Linked DNA regions of Mus musculus: regions 2, 3, 4, 5 and 6 are each linked to region 1. The links are chromatin contacts, called in public ChIA-PET, HiChIP or PLAC-seq, Micro-C and promoter capture Hi-C maps. All regions are on one chromosome and are shown on one strand. The core of a region is the stretch at or near the end of the contact, and the rest is flanking DNA. Distances in the headings are between cores, read along the strand shown. Region 1 holds the start of Sgo2a (shugoshin 2A). Region 2 has its middle 75 kb from the start of Gm22371. Region 3 has its middle 110 kb from the start of Gm22371. Region 4 holds the start of Ppil3 (peptidylprolyl isomerase (cyclophilin)-like 3). Region 5 holds the start of Bzw1 (basic leucine zipper and W2 domains 1). Region 6 overlaps Aox2 (aldehyde oxidase 2).

Region 1 (3,228 bases), core at 382-2,881:
AATGTAATAGAATTGGAAATAAATAATTAGTATGACAAGAACAATGACTTTAACACACAAGACATTAAAGAAGTGCTAATGCTAACTGGGCAGAGAAAACAGATCAGAAAAAGCTTCACTGAGGTGCAGGTGGCGATGCTGGGCTATGTGCTCGAATGGGGTCAACGCCCCAAACCTATATTCCCGCCACAAGCCACTCTGCTCCTTGCTCTGAGTCCACAGAACAATCTCAGTGTTCCTTTTATGTCCATCACAAAAATCCCTAGATTCCACAAGATTCCTCATTATCTTTACCTTCCTCACCCTAACTGCCCTCCAACTCTTCCCAACCCGGAAGCGGTCCTATAGTAGGCTACAAAGTGACCTAGTCAGGTACCTGCAATTCTCAATCTATACATAGTCTGCAGATCTAGTATAAGGATCCAATGAAAAGATTCTTATTTATCTAGGCATCCCTAACGCCATCACAAACATCTTCACGGAGAAGAGCAGAGATTAGGGTAATGCTGACAGGCAGAAGTTTCTATTAAATGTGTTTTCTGCTGAACTCTTAGTGCCTGGCACATAGCAGCTCCTTGGATAAACATTTCTAATAGAAATATATATGAACACATGAAAGAACTTCTCAGTAGAAAAAAAATCTGCCCAATGTTGAAATGGTCATGTTTGAAAGCATTGAGCAGATGTGGAAAGCTGTTAAGCAAATGACCGAGAAGATGGTTGGGGGCGGGGGGCGAATTTCTGCAACGGGGAGGAAGTTCACTAGGAACGTTTCAACAGTAAAGTTCAACTGTTCTAAAGTTTCGCCCCCCCCCCCCACCAAAAACAAACAAACAAACCATAAAACCGCAGGGAAGCTGGTAGGCTAATTGCAGGTTTTCACCTCACAATCTGAGCAGGGAAACAAGGAGGCTAGCTGCAGATCTTCAACTTTCCCTCCAGTCCAATCCCCCGTCTCATCCACAGCCCTGTGGCAGACCTTCTACTGTGACCTCTTCTCATTCTTTGATCCCACTTCTGAGGGGGGCGGGAATAAACAGATCCTGATGACACACCCTGCTTTCCTCCCTCCTGTGGACCCCCATGCCACGCCCTAGCATATAGCACATCTCCATTTCTAAGTGTCAGCTCCCAATACCCAGATCCCGGCCAAGCTATTAGTTCTCTGTTCGAAACAAGCCTGGCAGAAGCCCTACCCTGGAGATGCGTGTAGGTGCATCCTTACCTACACGAAAGCAGCCGTTTCAGACCTGGTCACAAGGACCTAGATCCCTTTCCCTCCAGGTACTGACCTGAAAACTAGTGGCGACCCCTCGCCCAGCTGGGAGCTCAAAGTCAGAACAGAGGTTACCGCCCCGATCCGAAGGCGGCTCCGCGTCCCGGCTCCGCGTCCCGGCCCTGCAAGCCGACGCGCGGCGGCGAGGACTGAGGCGCCAGGAGTGGCTACCGAGAAGGGTTCCGGCTTCGCAGGCCTTGCTGGCCGCGCTGGCCTCGTCCACGCCTACCAGCGACCCCTTCAGCTGTGGGTGCCCACACTTGCCAGGGAAGCGCGACAATCCGCGAAGACCAGGATTCAGGTTTAAACTGCGCGGCAGTTAGCGTTTATGCTCCAGCCAATCAGATTCCGAGAAGGCGGCGCAAAGATGCGCTGCCACCCGGAAGTGGAAGACGGAAGGGGCGGGACGTACTGGAGAGGGTCGAGTGGGCGTGGCTGGGTGAGCCGGGCGGGCTGCAGCGAGCGTGAAAAGGTTCTCCTTGCCTCTCTGAGCTTCTGGTAGCCATTTCCACCAGCCCTGACAGAGAGGGCCATTCACCACGGATAAAGGGACACTCTGAGGGTTGGCAGGCACCTCTAGTCCTTCGCAGGGCTTTGTGTTGTTCACTGTGTGATTATTTGTCTGCATCCAGTTTCTGCATTCTTGCCTTCCAATTGTGATCCTTGCTTCTTTACACTTCACTTAAAAGCCTTTCTCAATTTTGCACTTGGAAGTGCTGCAATGATACTCCATTTTAGCAGAGTACACAGAGTGGCATTTTAAACTATTTCAACTATATTTTAAAATGTGTTAGTCTTATTTTTCAAGTCAGTTTGGTTCTTTTTACAAAAGGTTAATAATAATATATATATGTAGAATTTCGAGAAACGATATTTTAAAAAACTGCTCTGTTCCATCATATTAAAAATACAAATAGAAGCCAGGCAGTGATGGTGCATACCTTTAATACCAGCACTTGGGAACCTTTAATACCAGCACTTGGGAGGCAGAGGCAGGCAAATTTCTGAGTTCGAGGCCAGTCTTGTCTACAGAGTGAGTTCCAGGACAGCCAGGGCTACACAGAGAAACCCTGTCTTGAAAAACCTAAATAAATAAATAAATACTACAAATATGGCATTTAGAGGTCATGAGCATTTGTTGCAAAGGACCCAGGTTTAGTTATCAGCACTCACATGGTGGCTCACAGCCATCTGTAACTCCAATTCTGGGGAATCTTATGTCCTCTTCTGGCCTCTGCAGGCACCAGATATGCATATGGTGTACATACATACATGCATGCGTACATTCGGGCAAAATATACATATAAAATAATAAATCTTTTAAAAAGAACCTTGTCATCCCTAGGTGGGGCAGTCTCTGGATGGCCTTTCCTTCATTCTCTGCTCCACACTTTGCCTCTGTATTTCCTCCTGTGAGTAGCCTGTTTCCCCTGCTAAGAAGCACTGGAGCACTTTGGTCTTCCTTCTTCTTGAGCTTCATGTGGTCTGTGAATTGTATCTTGGGTATTCTGAGCTTCTGGGCTAATATCTACTTGTCAGTGAGTGTGTACCATGTGTGATCTTTTGTGACTGGGTTACCTCACTCAGGTTTTCTAGTTCCATCCATTTGTCTAAGAATTTCATGAAGTCATTGTTTTTAAATAGCTGAGTAGTGCTCTGTTGTAGAAATGTACCACATTTTCTGTTCCTCGGTTGAAAGACATCTGGGTTCTTTCCAGCTTCTGGCTATTATTATATTATGATATACATTATAATATTACATATAATATATCATAATATTATACATATGTGTGTACAGATATATCATAATATATATATATGAACATAGTGGAGCATCTTATGTGTTAGAGCATCTTCTGGGTATATACCCAGGAGTGGTATAGCTGGGTCTTCAGGTAGTACTATGTCCAATTTTCTGAGGAACTGCCAGACTGATTTCCAAAGTGCTTGTA
Region 2 (3,228 bases), core at 393-2,892, 500 kb after region 1:
AAAGGCAATTTGCTGTGAGTAGAGGTAGATATTCCTTAACGTATCTGTGGGGGAATCCTAACTATGTAGACGAGGTAGGTCACATAGCCAGACTACATTCTGAAACAAGCCATGTTCCACCTTTTATCCACTGTCATCTCCTGTTTTCGAGATTTGGAGCAGAATATTGAATTGGTGAGAATAATCAGATTCTTTTGTATTTTTAAATCATGAATCCTTACAGATGAAAGAAATTAGTGTGTATTTCTCATGACCTTCCTCAAACTAATTTTCTGTAGCAATATAATTTTGTATTGGATCTACTGTTTCACCTCCCACTGTCCTAACCAAGCTGGAAAACAGATACATTCAAATTATACAACTCTACTTTTTAATTACTTTATGTTCCAAATTCCCCCACACATTTGTCCAGCATAGGTGGGAATTTTTTTTATATTAGTTGGCCTAAATTTTATTTTAAAAGATAAAGTGTTTATTAGGTCATATGCCCCTCCCCGTAATGCTGACTGTGGAAGACTACACAGAAGTATCTTGTGTTACTCTTTTACCTCCTTCTTCTTCCTCCTCCTCCTCCTCTTCCTCCTCCTCCTTCTCCTCTTCCTCTTCCTCTTCCTCTTCCTCTCTCTCTCTCTCTCTCTCTCTGAAACTGGGTTCAGTCTCATGTAGCCCTGGAACACAACACAAAGCTGAGTGAGCTCATTCAGTCTCAGGCTTCCTTGCTTGGGTAAAATTTCATCATTTCAATCCACGCCAGTCAGAGTCTTTGATAGATTGTTATATATTTCTGATGATCTTTAATGGAACAGAAGACTCTTCCTTAGGTGAGACGTTAGACAAGAGTCTCCTTAGACATGGGGGTTCAGGAGGGGGATGATGTTTGAAAGTCTTTGTGGATAGAAAAAAAATCTCTGAAAATTATTCAAATAAGATTAATACAAATTATTTCTAGAGGTAGATATTTGAAAGCAAACATACAAGAAACTGGGAAAAGTTCAAGGAAAGGGGAAATTAAGAAAACCCAAGAAGATAAAAACAGAGACAAATAAAAAAGATGGAGAGGTAAGTTAAAATGAATAGAGACTGAAATAAAAAGTGGGAAGGACTGCACACAGCAGTCGTGCTCCCACACTGCCTCGGCAGCCATGGTCTCCTAGCTGACCCTCTTTATACAGTGCTTGACTGGAGTTAGGAAGACCTGTGCAGCCAAGCAAATTTAAAACCAAATCAATACTTGGAAGTTCTCCTGGAACAAATTCGTTGGGAACATCAGCAAGCTAGCTGGGAAGCAGCGGCCATGATCATGGCCCTTAACTGTTCAAGCTTCAAAGCCTTCCACTTTGAACTAACAAAAGAGCTGAGAAATGTGACAGTGCAAAGACCCTGTGGTTGGGGGTGGGGGAAGAACAGTGATTCCACATGTAGATGATCAGTCTGCATCGTGTGGTTTGGCTTTGCCAAGCGTGGGTCTGGTGTTTCCACAGCCTCAAGCCTACGTGCTTAGACAGTGAGTGTCCTTTTAATGCTCTCATGGTTAGAATTCATTTGTGTTACTCTGTCCTATGCACATGTGATCATAATGAGGGAAATGAGCGACCATCTTTAGTATATTATAGTCAATGTCTCAAGTGTAGCCAAATAACTGTCATTCATCTGTCCATTCATTCAGCAAATATGTTCTAAACGCCTGCAATGTGCCAGCTGCTGTTCGAGGAAGTGGGGCTCAATCATCAACAAGAACGACAAAGTCCCTGATTATGAAGTATTTACTATGCAGAAACCCAATGGGAAGATTGCCTTTTTAGCCTGGTACAATCTAATTGATTTACTCTCAGCCACTCACAAAGCCTTTTCACTTTCCAGAGCGTTTCAAAAACTCTCAAGGAGGAAACACTGGTAGGGGAAAAGAATGGTCTTGGAACAGGGCTCCAAGAAACAAACAAAGCAAAAAGCAGGATCCCACAGGCCAACAGTAGCCAGGAGCACAATTCCTTCCATGTAAGAGTCTGTGCTTTCAACAGGGACAGTTTCTTAGCTAATGGACATTTCAAAGGACACAGAAGACCTTTTAATAGGATTATACTTAAACCTGTTTTAGATTAAATTCTCTACCTGTTTGACACCCTAGTAACCCAGCCAGATTTGTATTTCAGAGAGAGAGAGAGAGAGAGAGAGAGAGAGAGAGAGAGTGCTTCTGGAAAGAACAAGGAGACAGAAGGCCCTGCCTCTCCCACTGAGATGGGGAATAAACCCCGGGAAACAGGAAACCTGCCTCAGATGTACTGTCTGCAATGTTCAAATTCATCAGCAACATGGGCAGAGCTCCTTGCCTCCATTCCCTCCAGTGCAAAACCCCACTGGCCATTGTTTCCTAAAGCCCAGGGTCAAATTGAATATTTTTGCCTGAACATCAGCAGCAATAAATGTTCACCTCTAGGTGACACAATGGTCAAGCATTTAACAGAACTGAACACAGAATTACTGAGAACCTTGCTGCCAGCTTTCAGCAGCTAATCTAATGTTCTTTCAGAGTGTGAAGAAGGCTGCCGAAAGGGAAAATAAAAAAATGCAAATTTTGTGTTTCCACCTGGAGCTGGGTGGCATTAGGCACAGATGCAGAATGGATAAAATGAGAACATGAAGCAGTGTTCTTCTAAGACTTGGTGGCTAATTCACTCAGCTGAGAGTCTGTCTCCAAGCTAGTTAACATGCAGATGAAACTGGCATACTAAACTTTCAGAGATAGATAGAACACTCTGCGTCAGGGTCCAGGTGAATGGCTCTTTTTGACACCTAAGAGAAGCCTTAACATGTATTTCTGTCTTGACTTCTGTCCCGTTGGGTTTCTGCATAGTAAATAAGTCAAATTACACTATTTCTGTCTGAAAGAACATCCTGTAGTAAATAAGGTAGTTTTTAAAATCAGTTTCTAATGAGCTCAAGTTCATGTTCAGGCCTTAAGCCGTCTGCTAGGTGACCAGGGAGCAGCGGTATCCTAAGGGTTAATCTATTGTTGGCTGACACTGCTGACTCACTCCTGGTGGCTTTTGCTTGCAGGTGTAGGGGCTGATTGTCACTTGCAGTGGTTTTTGAAGTTGACTTTGTACTTACTATTAGGAGCCGCTTCTACATTGACTTATTTCCTGCTATATTAATTTGTGAGCTGGGGTTGCTCAAGTCCAGACTTTAAAACACTCCTGAAATCTAAGATGGCACCTAGTGTTTAGTTCT
Region 3 (3,228 bases), core at 399-2,898, 470 kb after region 1:
ATGTGGCTTACATAGTAAGCATTTAAGGAGGAACTGGTGGTTGAAGAAAAAGAGTGGACTGCAGCTATTCAGTGCTTGAGGGTGGACCTAAAGGGCTGTAGACAAAACACAACCATCCAGAACAGTGGTTCTCAACCTTCCTAATGCAGAGACCACTTAATACAGTTCCTTATGCTGTGGTGACCCCTCCCCCAACTATAAAATTATCTTCATTGCTACTTCACAACTGTAATTTTGCTGCTGTTATGAATTGTAATGTAAATATATTTTGGAGGTAGAGGTTTGCCAAAGGAGTCATGACCTACAGGTTGAGAACCACTCATCTAAAACATTTTATATTATATTCAAAGATTTAAAAACATCTTCATTCTATTCTTAGGATCAATTACACTATATAACAACTCACTATTATTTATCAAGATGGTTAAATGTATTAAAAAGCACAAAATGGCCCCAAGGATAGCAGGAGGCAGATCAATGTTAATTTGTAAGGGTTTTGGAATAGTGAGGTTCAGAAATGAAGGAGATGGGGTGAGGATGGTTGCTTTGTTGATTTCTGTGTTCATCAAGACTGTTGAAGATTAGGGGTGTGATCTACGATTGGCAGCAATTAGCTGCAGAGCACCACAATGCTCACACTTCTACCTGGAAGAGGAGGAGGAGGAGGAAGAGGAAGAGGAGGAGGAAGAGAAGAAAAGAGTTCTAGGAACTTGCTCTTTGGAACAATCAAAAGTAGTTTGGAGGTTATACATGGAGTTTCAACAAGGCTAATTGGTATGCCTTTTTCTCCTTCCTTTTCTAATTCTATCTACCAAATTGAGTAACCCAAGATGTTACCGTTAGAATGGTCTTGGACCAGGCAGGCACTCACAAATAGGCTCTACACAGGAGTAGGTAGACAGATGGAGATTCTTGGCTTCTGTTTCTGTGACAACTTGAATCTCTGTGTAGTTTTGTTTGTAAATCTGCCATCTTAGAATGGGTAAAGGAGAAGCAAACACTGTCTGCCCCTCTCAACCAGTTGGTGTCTAGCTTCTGAGAGCAGCAGGGGCTCTCACTGCCAGCCTGGGACTGGAAGCTGCTCAGATAACTGTCTGCTTAGGCTAACAATATTCTCGCAGAACACATTCCAAGCACAAACTCATGCTGTAAGTAAATAAGGGGCAAACACTTACAACTATTAAAACCCAAACATTCAGTTTCCTTCTCAGGCTGACCACAAGTTCACTTTCTGAAATTGAAGATCCACATCTTTCAACTCATGGATCACCAGTCCCTTGTGTCAAGATAACGATTTTAATATGGTAACACTGAAATAATCATGTTTTTTTTAAACAACAGGCTCTTCTCTCCCCCTGCCCTGACTAAGGCAGAAAATGCCTTTCTCTGTGCATTAAACTGGATGCATGGTAAACCAGGATCCTGAAAGAATGAATGAGCATGAATGAGATTTACCTAAGAGCTACCCAAACAGAAAAAGATGTGGGCACCGACCTGCTTCAAGGGAACGAGGCTGAACCAAACATCTGTTCAGCTTTCTTCTCCTCCCTCACCCCTCCCCAGTGGTTAATGATATCTGAAGCGCTTAAGCCTTGCACATTCCTTCACTAATTAAATTCCTGCAAAGCTGTCTCATGAATCAGGTGCTTTGTGGAGCAAGAATACAGACTCTGCTTTTGTGAGGCCAGTGGCTGCCTAGGCTCAGGTAGGAGTGCAGTGTGCATGCTGGGCTTGCAGAGCCTTCAATGGTCTCTTTTCTTTAAAGATCTTCCTTTGCTTTTTACTGCCTGTCCTGTTGAGACTCAGTGGGAAGAGGTGGGAGTCAAGTTGCGTAAGTCAAGATGGAAGAATGTGAAAACAACAAACAAACAAGCAAACAAACAAAATTTAAGAATATGAAAATGCTGTTTTTGATTGGACAAGATAGTTGAGTCACTCAACAGTAAATTAAGGGGAAGAGCTGCTATTCCCAAAACAGAAGACCCCTCTTATTCCATGGTTCAGAGGTGAGACGGCCATTGGCATGGCAAAAGAGTTGTGGTGAGAAGTTTCCAAGGGATCCTTTTTCAAGGAAGACCGTATATGGGATGCAGGGACTTGCCTCAGTTAAGAGCAATCATGAAATGCCTACTGTGCTCTGTAGAAAAGGATGCCCGACGCTATCTCTGGTTAATGTCTTCTCTGGTTAATGCCAGGCACTTCACACGGATGCCCTGAAACTCTAACAACTCACGATGGTGATTTCCCTCACTGTGTAGCAGAAGAACTTAATGTGTAGAGAGACTCAATATCTGATATGTGGGTGCAGGGAATTTAAAAACTCTTCTATTTTTCCTTTTTTCTTTTGTTTCTTTTCTTTCTTTGTTTTAATCACCTTAACTGAAGGCACAATTGTGGTCTGGAATAGATACATCACAATACAGAGCAAAGCAGTAAATAGTGACCAGGCATCACAGGACAAAAGACCTCAGAGAAGGTGAAACACCCAGACCAAGGTAGCTTTGTGGTTTTCAGCAGAGAGACAACATGGGGGACTAACAAAAATTCTCAGCCTGATGGAAATGAGCAGGAAGGAGCCAGGAAATCATTCCAGTTTAGGTAAAACTGGATACACAAAGACATAAAGGTATAAATAAGTAGCAACTGTGACCCAAACCCCGTCTCTTCCAGGACCCTGTTCTTCCTTCACAGGGAAAACAGACATTGTGGTCTGACCCAGAGCACACACCCTTGAACACCCATGCAACCTGGTGTCTACCTGGTCTCCATCTTCCTTCCTCATGCCACTGTGCAGTGTTTGGGCCCACGCTCTCACCTGTCTTCTAGCGCCATTAAAGAAGGAACATTGCCTGTGACCACATGTTCATGACAGCTGGTCTGAAAGACCAGCCATCCTGCCCAAACCTGCTCAACAGAACTGCTTGCAAGTCCGGAGTGCTCCTTGTATCTTCAAATGTAAATCTCCTCTCTCCTGCCCCTTGTCTACACAGACAGTGTAACTTGAGCCTTTAAGACTTAGTTCAATGGGTGCAAGGACGTTAGGATTCAGGAAGAGCACAATGATCACTTGGGTAGATGGGCTTATAGTCCATAGTTGTATAGAGAACACCATGATCTTTGATAGCTTATATCCCTTATATGCCCCCTGCTCTGTCATCCTTAGTCCCTACCCTAGGATCACCTAATGATCCAAAATGGCTACTAAGAAACAAAACGAGAGAAAGAAAA
Region 4 (3,228 bases), core at 196-2,695, 450 kb before region 1:
AACTCAAAACAGTGTGATGTGCAATCTGAGAGTTAATAGAATTGAATAAAGGAAATGTGTTTGCCTCAAACAGGTATTGTAAAAGTATCTTTTATTCACCTGGTATAATTGTCGTCTCCCATCTCTCTGCTAAGCTAGGCCTAGTTCTGGAAGCTTATAGCCTCCATACAATCTTATCTAGGCCTATTATGTTTTCAGACTCTGAGAATTACTGCCGAATAAGCTCACCCTTTCTAGTTCTTTCTGAGCTTGCGCTGGCTGGCTGGTTCAACTCAGCTGTTCTGGCTCAAACTCCTCTCCAAGCTGCCTGATTCATCTGGCTTCTCTCTCAGCCTCTGACTGAATGGTTCTGCATGGCCTCAAACTAAGCCTGACAATCCTCTCTAATCTTCTGGCTGCTTCTTGTTCTTTGGCTCAGTCTGTCTTCACTTATGCATAGCTTGTTTTCTCTATCTGCATCCTCTCTATATATAACTGTCCCAGTAAAAACTGCCCCCAGTCTCTCTCTGCACTACCCCTTAAGTAGCCCATCTTTTCTCCCTGTTCTGGAGAGAGCTGGGCATATCCTATTCTGTCAAATCTTTCTCTGATTCCTCACTTTGTCTGCCATTCAATTAGACATCACTTTCAAACATGGATGCTTCCTTCTACAAACTAATTTTACCTTCATTGTTTGAGATTAAAGATGTGTGCTAAGGGCACACCACAACTAGAAAGGTTCCTCCCACCCACCATCGGTAAATAACACAATCTCGGGGGTTCACAGTGTGACCAAACATCCTGTAACAAGCTACCAACGAGACTGATGTAACTTGTGGCTTTCTTGTTATACAATAAACTTCTATTGTGAGATGACACGACCACGTCCCGGTGTTTTTCTCGGACAATGTGCTCACAGTACAGACACATTTAAAGCATTATTTGAATGGGCTGGAGCTGCCGTACAATGGAGAGATGGGAATATCCATTGTCAATCTACATGATCTTTAGCCCTCTGAACAGCCACTTGCTATTTTTCAATTACACGAGAGCTCTCTTTGCACTTGCGTGTGGTTTTTCTTTCATTTACGCATGGCTCAAGACCTTTTCCAGAATAATCAAGGGCCGCGTGGCATAGCCTTTATTCCTGGAGTCAGCACCCTCACCCCTCCTGCAGCAAGGCAGTTTTCATCTGCAACCTCTCCTTCTATATTCATGTTCCCCCGGCCCTCTGCAGTCACCACAGCCAGCCCGATGTGCACCTCCAGCGAGAAGAACAGACAGCCCCCGCGAGCCCTTCAGTGGTTCACAACTCACCAGTCGCAGAAGCTCTTTCAGTGTATCACTTCCGCTCTGCTCTGAAGCTCCTGGCTTTGTGGAAAGAGTTGGGCAGAAGTGGTCCTGTGCGTTCTGCTTCCGACTCCAGGCCGCTGTGTGAAGTTGGGCGGAAGTTGTCCTGTGCGTTCTGCTTCCGACTCCAGGCCGCTGTGTGAAGTTGGGCGGAATTGGTCCTGTGCGTTCTGCTTCCCACTCCAGGCCGCTGTATGAAGTTGCTGGGCGACAGCGGGTTCTGCTTCTTAGTGAGGTTGTGGGTAGAGCTCTCAGGGGCCGAGGGGTGAGGTGCGTGGTCCTCCGAGTCCTAGTCGGTGTGATGAGGAGAGACTGACGGGAGAGTAGGGCGTCCCCTGCGGAGGGCTCCGGGCTTCACTTCTGTGGCGCACAGACACGCCTTTGGAACCCGCAGGCATGCCGGCCCTTGTAGTTGAGGCTTTTCCGTTCCCGCAGCAGTGGTGCTGAGCGCAGTGGGTGAGTGTGGGGGAAAGGCTTTTATCCTTTTCTCCGTGCACTCAAACGCCTGCTGCGCCCCACGTTGGTGCAAATTTATTTCTTGGGATCCTCGTGGTGAACTCTCGGGCTGGAGATGGTATTCCTGGGACTTTTAAATACGATTGATAAGTTAGCAAGATGTGGCGTTTGGGAAAAAACAAAACAAAAGTGTGAAGTATAGAAATGTATTGTACAGACGTCTTAAGTAAAGTAGGTGTCCCGGGTAAAGGGAGCTCCAAGTGCCTATCTAGAGCACTAGACCTGGAGGTGGGGCTATGCCTCCCTTGCAGAAAGCCTTGAAGAAAATGAGTAAAGTAAGTGCGCACTGGGGTGGCTTGTTGCATTGGGTAGGATCAACACTTTTATGATAGGATTTTCATTTAGAGGATGCTAGTCTAAGCTTTTCGTTGTAAATCTACCATAAAGATGAACAAGTATGGTGGGAACTTGATAGGGTAAAGTGAACTAATTCCTCTCTCTTGTAGGAGATTTGAAAAATTAAACAGTGCTTCCTAGAACCATCAAGAAGGAAAATGGTGAGTATGTATCATAGAATTATTCTAACTGGGTGGTTGGTTGCTTGTTTCTAACCCCTTTGGGTTCCCTGGAGCTGGAGACACAAGCAGATGTGGGTGCTGGGAACTGAACAGGCCCTGCTGCAAAAGCAACAAGTCCTGGTACCTGCCAAGCCTGCCCTCTCAGCCGCCCATTACATGGTTTTTAATTTGTGTGTGTGTGTGTGTGTGTGTGTGTGTGTGTGTGTTTTGGTTTTTTGAGACAGGGTTTCTCTGTGTAGCCCTTGCTGTCGTGGAACTCACTCTGTAGACCAGGCTGGCCTCAAACTCAGAAATCCGCCTGTCTCTGCCTCCCAAGTGCTAGGATTAAAGGCATGTGCCTCCACGACTGGCTGTTTTTTAATTTTTAATGAATATTTTTTTGGAGGAAGTCAGACAGGATAGTGAGTGTGTAGCTCAGTGGCAGAGTGCGTTCCTAGGATAAGGAAGGAGAGGGGAAGGGAGGGGATGTGGCGAGGGAGAGACTGTGTGTACCAGTATAGAGGGAACAAAGTAGAATAAACAAGTGGACATGATCATTACAACGTTACCCTGCTGGTGTGGTCCCAGCACTCAGGAGGTAACCTTGCTCCCAGCCTCTATAGGCCGTCGCAGTCTCAGACCTTTCATTAAAAGACACAAAAGGAAATAAACGAGCAAACAGTGTGCCCTTTCCCCGCAGAGATGAGCAGCACAGGTAGAATAGCAGGGAGTGTAGCTCCTGTGTCCACTGAAGCACCCCACTCACCTCCACCCTGGCCCACTCACTGCGGGACACTGTTGTAAGAAGACAGGCACATGCATACACTAGCAAGATTTTGCTGAAAGGACCCTGATATAGCTGTCTCTTGTGAGACTAGGCCGGGGC
Region 5 (3,228 bases), core at 418-2,917, 400 kb before region 1:
AGGAGTGCCCCCCCCCTTCTATTAGCCCTCTTTGTTCAAATTCTTCTTTAAACTATGAGCTTAAAGTCACAGGTTTTAGCCACTAAAAAAAAAAAAAGAAAAGAAAAGAAAAGAAAGAAAGAAATTTGAGAAAGCAGAGAAACACTAAGGGAGCAGTTAATCTGAAATAGAAGTTAAAGAGAAAATCAAGTTTCTATTATTTTCGGGTTAGTAACATGCAGCTACCTGACTGTGAGAGAAACCAAGATATGTCTGAAAGCTTGAGGGTGAGTTACAAATAAATAGTTACCTCTTTTTCTGGTTTTAAAACGCTGGCCTGATAGCGTTGGTTTTTGCTGCTTTTGATTATTCATAAAAGACACCCTAGAAAAAGGAGAAAGAAGGCCTTAAAAACACCCGTGCCAGTAATATTAACTTCTTAAACCAAGTATCAAACCTTAAATCAAAATTACAATTAAAGCAAGCCCAAGACGCTTTCAGTTAACAGGCAATAGAGAGGGTGCAGGTAAGTTTCCCTCTCCAGGAACCCCTTGATGTAAGTGCTGGAACTACACCTTGATAAAGCATTTTACTATCACCCTGTCTGGTGGCAAATGGCCTACCACAAACCTAACTACTCAGTCTCTCCTACACCGTTCTTTGCATCTCCCACTTTTTCTAAGTAACCCGAACTTAGAGGACTGTCGCGGTCACGAGCTATCTGTCAAAGGCCCTGAACCGCATCAGCGCTGCCCTCATTCCAAAGTGGCGCCGAGAGCCGCAGAGCCCGCTTGCACCCTTCCAAGATGCAAAACTGAGAGCTGGCCGCAAACGCTACAGCCCCAGCCGCCTCCTCCTCCCCGGGCACGTGTCTCCACATCCACACCCTTTCCCGTGCCTCCCGCCTCTCGGGGCTCGGGCGGCGGGCCCCGGAGCGCCGCAGGCCCTTCTCCACCGACCCTGTCGCCTGCGGTGGTGGCCGCCGCGCCGAGCGGACCACAGGCGCCGAGGCGCTGCGCGCCGGGGCCCCCGCCGCCCCGTACATCCGCCCGCCCTCCCGCGAAAGCAGCGGCGGAGGCGGCGGCCGCGGCGGTGGTGGCGGCGGCTGCGCCCCGCCCGCCGAACTCCCCACGCGTACATCACCCAACAGAGGCCGCGGCGGCTTTGTTACCCAGGCCGGCCGGGGCGCACACGGGGGCGCGCCGCCACCCCGGCGCCCCGCGGCCTCGCCCGCCCTCCAGAGCGGCGGCCCGGGCCACGGATCCAGGCCCCGGGTCCCGCCGGCCCCTCCGAACCGCGCCGCCACCCTCCTCCTCCTCCGGGCCACGGCGCGCCGCTCTTCCCCGGCGCTGCGCCGCGCTCGCCTCACCGAATTTAAGGCGAAGAGAAAAGAGCCAGAAATCCCCGAGCTGGCGGCAACTGCGGCGCTGTCTCCTCTGCGACCGGAACTAACGCGAGCAGGAGGGGAGGAAGAGGCGCCACCCCCGCCCCGGAGGCCTGCTATCGCGAGATTTCTACCCTGCGCCAGTTCGCACTCCCCCCTGCCGAAGGCCGCGGGGTTGCAGCTCGGGGGCACCGGCTAACACCGCGGTGGTAGGCGTCTCTGTCCCACCCTAAAGCCCCAGGCTGCCCTGACTCTTGTACCAGGGTAGCCCGTCCCCCTTCCTCCGCCGCAGCGGCCGGCCTCCCCCTCTCCGGGCGGGGATGGGAGTGGGAAGCGGCCCCTCAACGGCCGCGAGTTGGACCAGTCCGTCCCGGTCCAGCCCAGACCCCTCCTCCGGAAGCTGGAGCCCGGGGGTAGGGGGAATGCTGGGCGGCGGGCGCAGAGGCCGGGGCGTCTGTAGGGTTCTGCCTGGGTGAGGACTGCAGCCCGGCCTCCCTGCTCTGCGATGCGGTGTGCTGAGGGCAAGTCTGACCTCGGCCTGTCACCACGCCTTGCAAGGGGTGCTCGTCCCCTGACTGCGGTGGACTGGGAATTTGTTAAAACCAGATTGCGAGGCCCCCACCCGCAGGGTTTATAATTGCTTCTGGTGCAGGACTCAAGAATGTGCCTTTATCACAAAGTCTCCCGAGATAAGGACCTTCAGAAGGTGTATTCTCCGGGACAACAGATAAAACTGCCCGCATCCGGTTTGTGCCCTTTTCATCCGCCATCCCCCAAACACCGGGATTTGTCCTTAAAATCCCTTTCCATGTACCAACTTCTCGCTCTCGCTCTCGCTCTCTCTCTCTCTCTCTCTCTCTCTCTCTCTCTCTCTCTCGCGTGTTCCAGATCGAGGCCAGCCTGGTCTACAGAGTGAATTCTAGGAGAGCCAGGGGTATTTCTGACATCCACCGTCCCTGTACTCAAACCTTTAATCTTTCTTACTCGTACATGGAAGGCACTTCTGTTCACTGGCATTTAACATATACTGTATTTGGAGTTTCGGATTTGCCTCTAAGGCTTTAAGCCGCTGTTTGTTGGATCTTGGCTGTCAATTCTTTTCCGTTCAAGTTGGTAGGTCGGAGCGCTGAAGGAGCAGCGGTGGGAAAATAGCCTAGCAGCAACAGCCTAACTTCTTGGAGGTACTGGTGGCCCATAGGACTGAACTTTGGTGGGACCTAGGAAGGCCAGGCCGTGGAGCATAGTGGGAAATGATGGGAATCAGGGCTCTAAGTTCCCCTACCTTTATCCTCTAACCCTGAGTCCGTTGGCATTTCTCTTGGAAGTCTTATTTCATACTCTGCATGATAGACTACCACGTCCCCCACGTTATGTTTGTTTCTGATGTGTTAAGGGTACAGTATTTCACTAATTAAAAAGCCATGTTTGTGTAGTATGTGTGTAGCAGACATTCTCCTAAGCACTTAACTGCGTTGAGTCCTTGAAACTGCCCTATGACTTTGACACTTGTTAGTCTTGTTGGGAAAAGAAGGCATATAGGTCAGTTAACTTGCCAGTGAACGGCCCCCCAGCGGCCTGGTCCACCAATATAATAAACTGCCAGGTCACACACTGAGCTGAGCTAGAGACACAAAAAACGGTGAATAGCCAAACCCGTTACTCATAAAGCTTCCCTCCGCATTGGCCACATTTCCCAATTCGGTCTCCTCTCCAGTACAGTCCTGATTTACACCCTGCCTTTGTATTTTTGAGACAGGGTCTTGCTAAGTAGCCCAGGCTGGCCTTGACCTGGCAATCCTCCTGTATCAGCTTTCCAGGTACTGGCATTAGAGACATCAGTCACCAAGCCCAGTTAATTGGGATTT
Region 6 (3,228 bases), core at 251-2,750, 310 kb before region 1:
TAGAACTTGAAGAAGAGGCTGACAATCAGAGTCCTCCTGAATTCCACTTTGCCTCCCAGGGCTGAGCCTGGAAGGGAGACTTCATCCAGAAGCAGTCTGCAAGCCTCGTCTAGCATCAGTGCGTTCCAGCGCCTGGCACCGTGTGAGGCAAGAAGAACCAGTTAAAGGTGGCCTGATTGCAGGGAACCGACATTTTAGAGACTCCCCCCCCCCTCCCAGGGTTTCCCTTAGAATTTCTGTTTACAAGGGACGATGGACAAAACAAAGCCTGCGGGTTGCTCCAAGAGGCACAAGAATCATGGCTGAGTGAGAATGGTGCCTTCTCCATTGCAGCATAAATCAAGCATGTTTTGGAGTCAGAATATTCTAGAACCATTCCAGAATATTCTAGAGCAGCACAGAATTCACACTTGAATGCCCTTTACCTAGGAAGAAAGTGTGAACCCTATGGTAGGAGCATTGAGTGCCCCACAGAGAGGCCGGCTGGGTGTCCATTTGCAGGAGAAACAGGGGCTGGATGAGAAAACACAGGCCATTTTTGTTGTGTCCTCTCCCCAAAAGTGGCCTAATTGAAGCCAAATAATGTGGAATTAAGTCAGCAAAACTAAAGAAGGAAGAAGCAGTGGTTCTTTTGAGTCCAAGTTTCTGTCATTCCAGTTGTCAGGGCCAATTCTTTGTCCTGTCATTGAGGCTCCCTTTAAGGCACAGAGTTCATGACTCACCGGCCCAGAAGCTGCTGGCAGGACCTTTGTGCGCTGACGGTGGTGGGCCCCACCCCTCCATAGGCAATGCTCAGCTCCTCAATGACGTCTGTGCCTTCTCTGAACAGGACTCTCATGCCAGCATTTACATCAGGCAAGGCGTTCTGATGGCACTGGGCCTGCCGGAAGGCAGACACGAACTCCCGCTGAGGAGACAGAAACCACTCCTTCAGAATGAAAAGCCAGGTTTCTTCCTTCCCCGGGTCTTCTGTAAGAGCGACAGGTGGTCACAGCTGCTGAGCCCTCTAATTCGACGATACACCATTTTTCTATCTGCTACCTTTGCATGCCAAAGTTTCTGTTCCACAGGAAGGACTACCAAAGATTATCCATAGCTGAAATGAAACTTAAGACTTCATTATGACCTGTGAGTGGTGTGTGTGTGTGTGTGTTTGTGTGTGTGTTATTGTGCTTCTTTTAGAGTCAAGCACAGCTTTTGGAAAGAGGCCTATGGAACAGAGAGGGCAGAAGGCCACCTTCATAGCTAGCTGGGTGGTATCCTGGACCAGGGAACATCTGGAGGCCTTGTGTTTCTATGTGCTGTAGGGTTTGGCAGAAATGTGGGGCTGGGAAAGCCAAGTCTAGGGCTCCAGCTTCCTGTGTGTCAAGTGGAGAAGCTCCATCTGCAGCCAGAGAACCTTCACCTATGGAAACAAGTGGGCTTGGGAGCGTGGCCACAGGCCTTCCTGTGGGCTTCCGCAGGCCACACCCCAAGGCTGCGGGCCACACCCCACAGCTGCAGCAACAACCAAAACCCACATCCAGCAGCACTTGTGCAGGCCAGCCCCAGAGGTTTATTGCTGAACCAGTTTGCAGTGGGTCAGGAAACAGTTTTGGGGGCACGGTTACGCTCCTTCCGACTGTCTGCAGATAGCAGAGATGACTTCACTATGGACAACGGGAAGAAACAACGTCAAGGCAACCAGCCAGGGTCTTACCTTCTGAGAGTGTGGGATGTACACAGACCCCAGAATCTCCTCGGGCTTCAGGTCTGCACTTGCCAACCCAGCAAGAAAATGTCCACTGAGGGGAATCTGCCGCGGGCCTTCTGTGGAAGGAAATGCCATTTCAGGACAGCCGTGAGAAAAGCAAGCCCCATCCGCACCTTCAGAGGTTGGCTGCCAGAGGAGAAGGCATATGACCTCTGTTCACAGAGACTGAGGCAGAGGTCCCAGTCTGTGAAACTGTCCAGTGTCCCCTTTCCTTCCACTGTGCGTGACATTTGTTTTCCTGTCAACACTCATGCCATACCCACCACCCTGTTGGTTTTCATCCTTCAGCGAGGCTAGCTAACTAAATGAACCACGGACGGAGGGTCAAGGCTGAGGTATAACTTATGAGAACACTGGGTCTCACTGTAAGCAGTTATCTGCTTTTCACACTTACTGCAGTTTTGTGTTCCTGACGCAAACATACCTTTAAACAACTTGTCAAATCTCCCTTGGGCTCAGCTATCACTTCTTGGGACCAGAGGGCTCTCCTCCGGCTTTAAAATATGGTTTGCATTTTTTAAGGTAAAGGATATCTGTTCTCAACCTCTCCCAAGACCATTGGGAAATACAGACATTTACATTACGATTCATAACAGTAGTGAACTTACAGTTAGGATGTAACAATGAAGATAATTTTATGGTGTGTGTGTGTGTGTGTGTGTGGGTGGGTGGGTGGGTGGGTGGGGAGTTACCACAACATGAGGAACTGTACTAAAGAGGTGCAGCATTAGGAAGGTTGGGAACCACTGGTATAGGATGAATCCTGAAGAGGTCAAACCACAGCCCAGGGATGGCATGAGCTCTGTGCAGGTTGGAAAGCTAGCAAAGTCACCGCTCATCACTGCCTGCCTCCCTTGCTGCTAAGTCCGTGAGCTGAGACCCTGCCTTCTCTGGAGTGATGGAGGTCTGTGCCAGCTTCAGCAGAGTTTGGAAGGCAGATACCATAAATCAAAGGTAACTACAAATACCCAATAGAACATTGCTACCATCATGATAACAGAAGACCCTGAGAAGGTACCTCACCATCTTGGTATCCCCAGAGCCTTGGCTTCTTGACCGTTTTGTGGGTTATACTGGGGTCATCCCAAACTACAGGCCTGGTGTCCTCAGAGAGGAGCCCAGCTCCACCAGCACACTTAACCTTTTAATGGTCTCCTTCTTAGTAGGTTTCATGTGAAAGCAATCAGGGAGTGGGGCCTAAGCATTTTTTTCTCAGCTCCCAAGTCTCTCCTCATCACCTCTGAACTCTGAGCAGTGAGTGACAGCATTAAACACCCCAGGGAGCCTAGAAGTCCACAGGGGCAGTGGCTGTGGCTACTTCCTCTGTATCCCTGTGCCTGGGTGGAGGCAGGGAGATCTGCCGAGGGAGTGGGAGGGACAGAGGACGGAGTATTGGATGGCTAGTCAGGTATTCAGCGAGGAAAAGGGAGGGCATTTTAGAGCTAGAAGCCCTGGGGACAGGGCAGGATGGTCTG

Evidence for each region. Promoter capture Hi-C pulls out the DNA fragments that hold promoters and counts their contacts. Hi-C and Micro-C count contacts between places; a contact is called where the count stands out from the background. ChIA-PET counts read pairs in DNA pulled down with a chosen protein or histone mark. HiChIP or PLAC-seq counts read pairs in DNA pulled down with a chosen protein or histone mark.
Region 2: an H3K4me3 HiChIP or PLAC-seq map of embryonic basal ganglia shows a contact between it and region 1, with 3 times the contacts expected there. The contact joins the enhancer-like site here to the promoter of Sgo2a in region 1. A contact is called at or near these places in 3 of 39 promoter capture datasets (cranial neural crest, embryonic stem cells and frontonasal cranial neural crest) and 5 of 115 datasets of contacts at active chromatin or transcription factors (embryonic basal ganglia, embryonic stem cells and stem cell-derived neural progenitor cells).
Region 3: a promoter capture Hi-C map of cranial neural crest shows a contact between it and region 1. The contact joins the enhancer-like site here to the promoter of Sgo2a in region 1. A contact is called at or near these places in 2 of 39 promoter capture datasets (cranial neural crest and second pharyngeal arch cranial neural crest), 7 of 115 datasets of contacts at active chromatin or transcription factors (embryonic limb bud, embryonic stem cells and stem cell-derived neural progenitor cells) and 1 of 9 other capture datasets (embryonic stem cells).
Region 4: a promoter capture Hi-C map of pre-B cells shows a contact between it and region 1, with 4 times the contacts expected there. The contact joins the promoter of Ppil3 here to the promoter of Sgo2a in region 1. A contact is called at or near these places in 5 of 39 promoter capture datasets (the 3T3-L1 cell line, 3T3-L1-derived adipocytes, pre-B cells and 1 more), 1 of 115 datasets of contacts at active chromatin or transcription factors (memory CD8 T cells) and 1 of 9 other capture datasets (pancreatic islet).
Region 5: a contact with region 1 is called in a Micro-C map of embryonic stem cells, with 2.4 times the contacts expected there. The contact joins the promoter of Bzw1 here to the promoter of Sgo2a in region 1. A contact is called at or near these places in 14 of 39 promoter capture datasets (the 3T3-L1 cell line, 3T3-L1-derived adipocytes, cranial neural crest and 8 more), 8 of 484 Hi-C or Micro-C datasets (CD8 T cells, bone marrow-derived macrophages, embryonic fibroblasts and 4 more), 10 of 115 datasets of contacts at active chromatin or transcription factors (the SCID.adh cell line, astrocytes, bone marrow-derived macrophages and 6 more) and 1 of 9 other capture datasets (adipose tissue).
Region 6: a contact with region 1 is called in an RNA polymerase II ChIA-PET map of memory CD8 T cells, with 16 read pairs. The contact joins the enhancer-like site here to the promoter of Sgo2a in region 1. A contact is called at or near these places in 3 of 39 promoter capture datasets (cranial neural crest, frontonasal cranial neural crest and pre-B cells), 1 of 15 datasets of contacts at CTCF or cohesin (the NIH/3T3 cell line), 1 of 484 Hi-C or Micro-C datasets (CD8 T cells) and 10 of 115 datasets of contacts at active chromatin or transcription factors (the SCID.adh cell line, acute myeloid leukemia, bone marrow-derived macrophages and 5 more).

Annotation. Positions count from the first base shown.
Region 1 is chr1:57,994,377-57,997,604 of GRCm38.p6, reverse strand. It overlaps Sgo2a (shugoshin 2A), which reads right to left and starts at 1,631. Exons shown (of 9, transcript NM_199007.2): 1 at 1,293-1,631.
Region 2 is chr1:57,496,160-57,499,387 of GRCm38.p6, reverse strand. No RefSeq gene overlaps it. Among named protein-coding and RNA genes, the nearest start is that of Gm22371, 75 kb to the right of the region's middle. Within about 2 kb of position 1,642, at least 12 of the 459 cell types and tissues checked have an H3K27ac peak or open chromatin away from gene starts, as enhancers often do. A contact at or near this core is called in embryonic basal ganglia, where this site is marked.
Region 3 is chr1:57,527,296-57,530,523 of GRCm38.p6, reverse strand. No RefSeq gene overlaps it. Among named protein-coding and RNA genes, the nearest start is that of Gm22371, 110 kb to the right of the region's middle. Within about 2 kb of position 1,648, at least 13 of the 459 cell types and tissues checked have an H3K27ac peak or open chromatin away from gene starts, as enhancers often do. A contact at or near this core is called in embryonic limb bud, where this site is marked.
Region 4 is chr1:58,443,703-58,446,930 of GRCm38.p6, reverse strand. It overlaps Ppil3 (peptidylprolyl isomerase (cyclophilin)-like 3), which reads left to right and starts at 1,445. Exons shown (of 7, transcript NM_001285827.1): 1 at 1,445-1,785; 2 at 2,292-2,342. The coding sequence starts at 2,340. It overlaps Nif3l1 (Ngg1 interacting factor 3-like 1 (S. pombe)), which reads right to left and starts at 1,780. Exons shown (of 7, transcript NM_022988.3): 1 at 1,297-1,780.
Region 5 is chr1:58,391,337-58,394,564 of GRCm38.p6, reverse strand. Bzw1 (basic leucine zipper and W2 domains 1) reads right to left here and starts at 1,667. Exons shown (of 12, transcript NM_025824.4): 1 at 1,349-1,667; 2 at 290-363. The coding sequence starts at 353. It overlaps Gm39644 (a long non-coding RNA gene), which reads left to right and starts at 2,022. Exons shown (of 3, transcript XR_003947828.1): 1 at 2,022-2,109.
Region 6 is chr1:58,302,108-58,305,335 of GRCm38.p6, reverse strand. Aox2 (aldehyde oxidase 2) reads right to left here. Exons shown (of 36, transcript NM_001008419.2): 13 at 1,700-1,809; 14 at 723-907; 15 at 1-132. The region is part of intron 1 of Gm15759 (a long non-coding RNA gene); the gene reads left to right. Among named protein-coding and RNA genes, the nearest start is that of Gm15759, 12 kb to the left of the region's middle. Within about 2 kb of position 1,500, at least 156 of the 459 cell types and tissues checked have an H3K27ac peak or open chromatin away from gene starts, as enhancers often do. A contact at or near this core is called in CD8 T cells, the NIH/3T3 cell line, acute myeloid leukemia and 2 more, where this site is marked.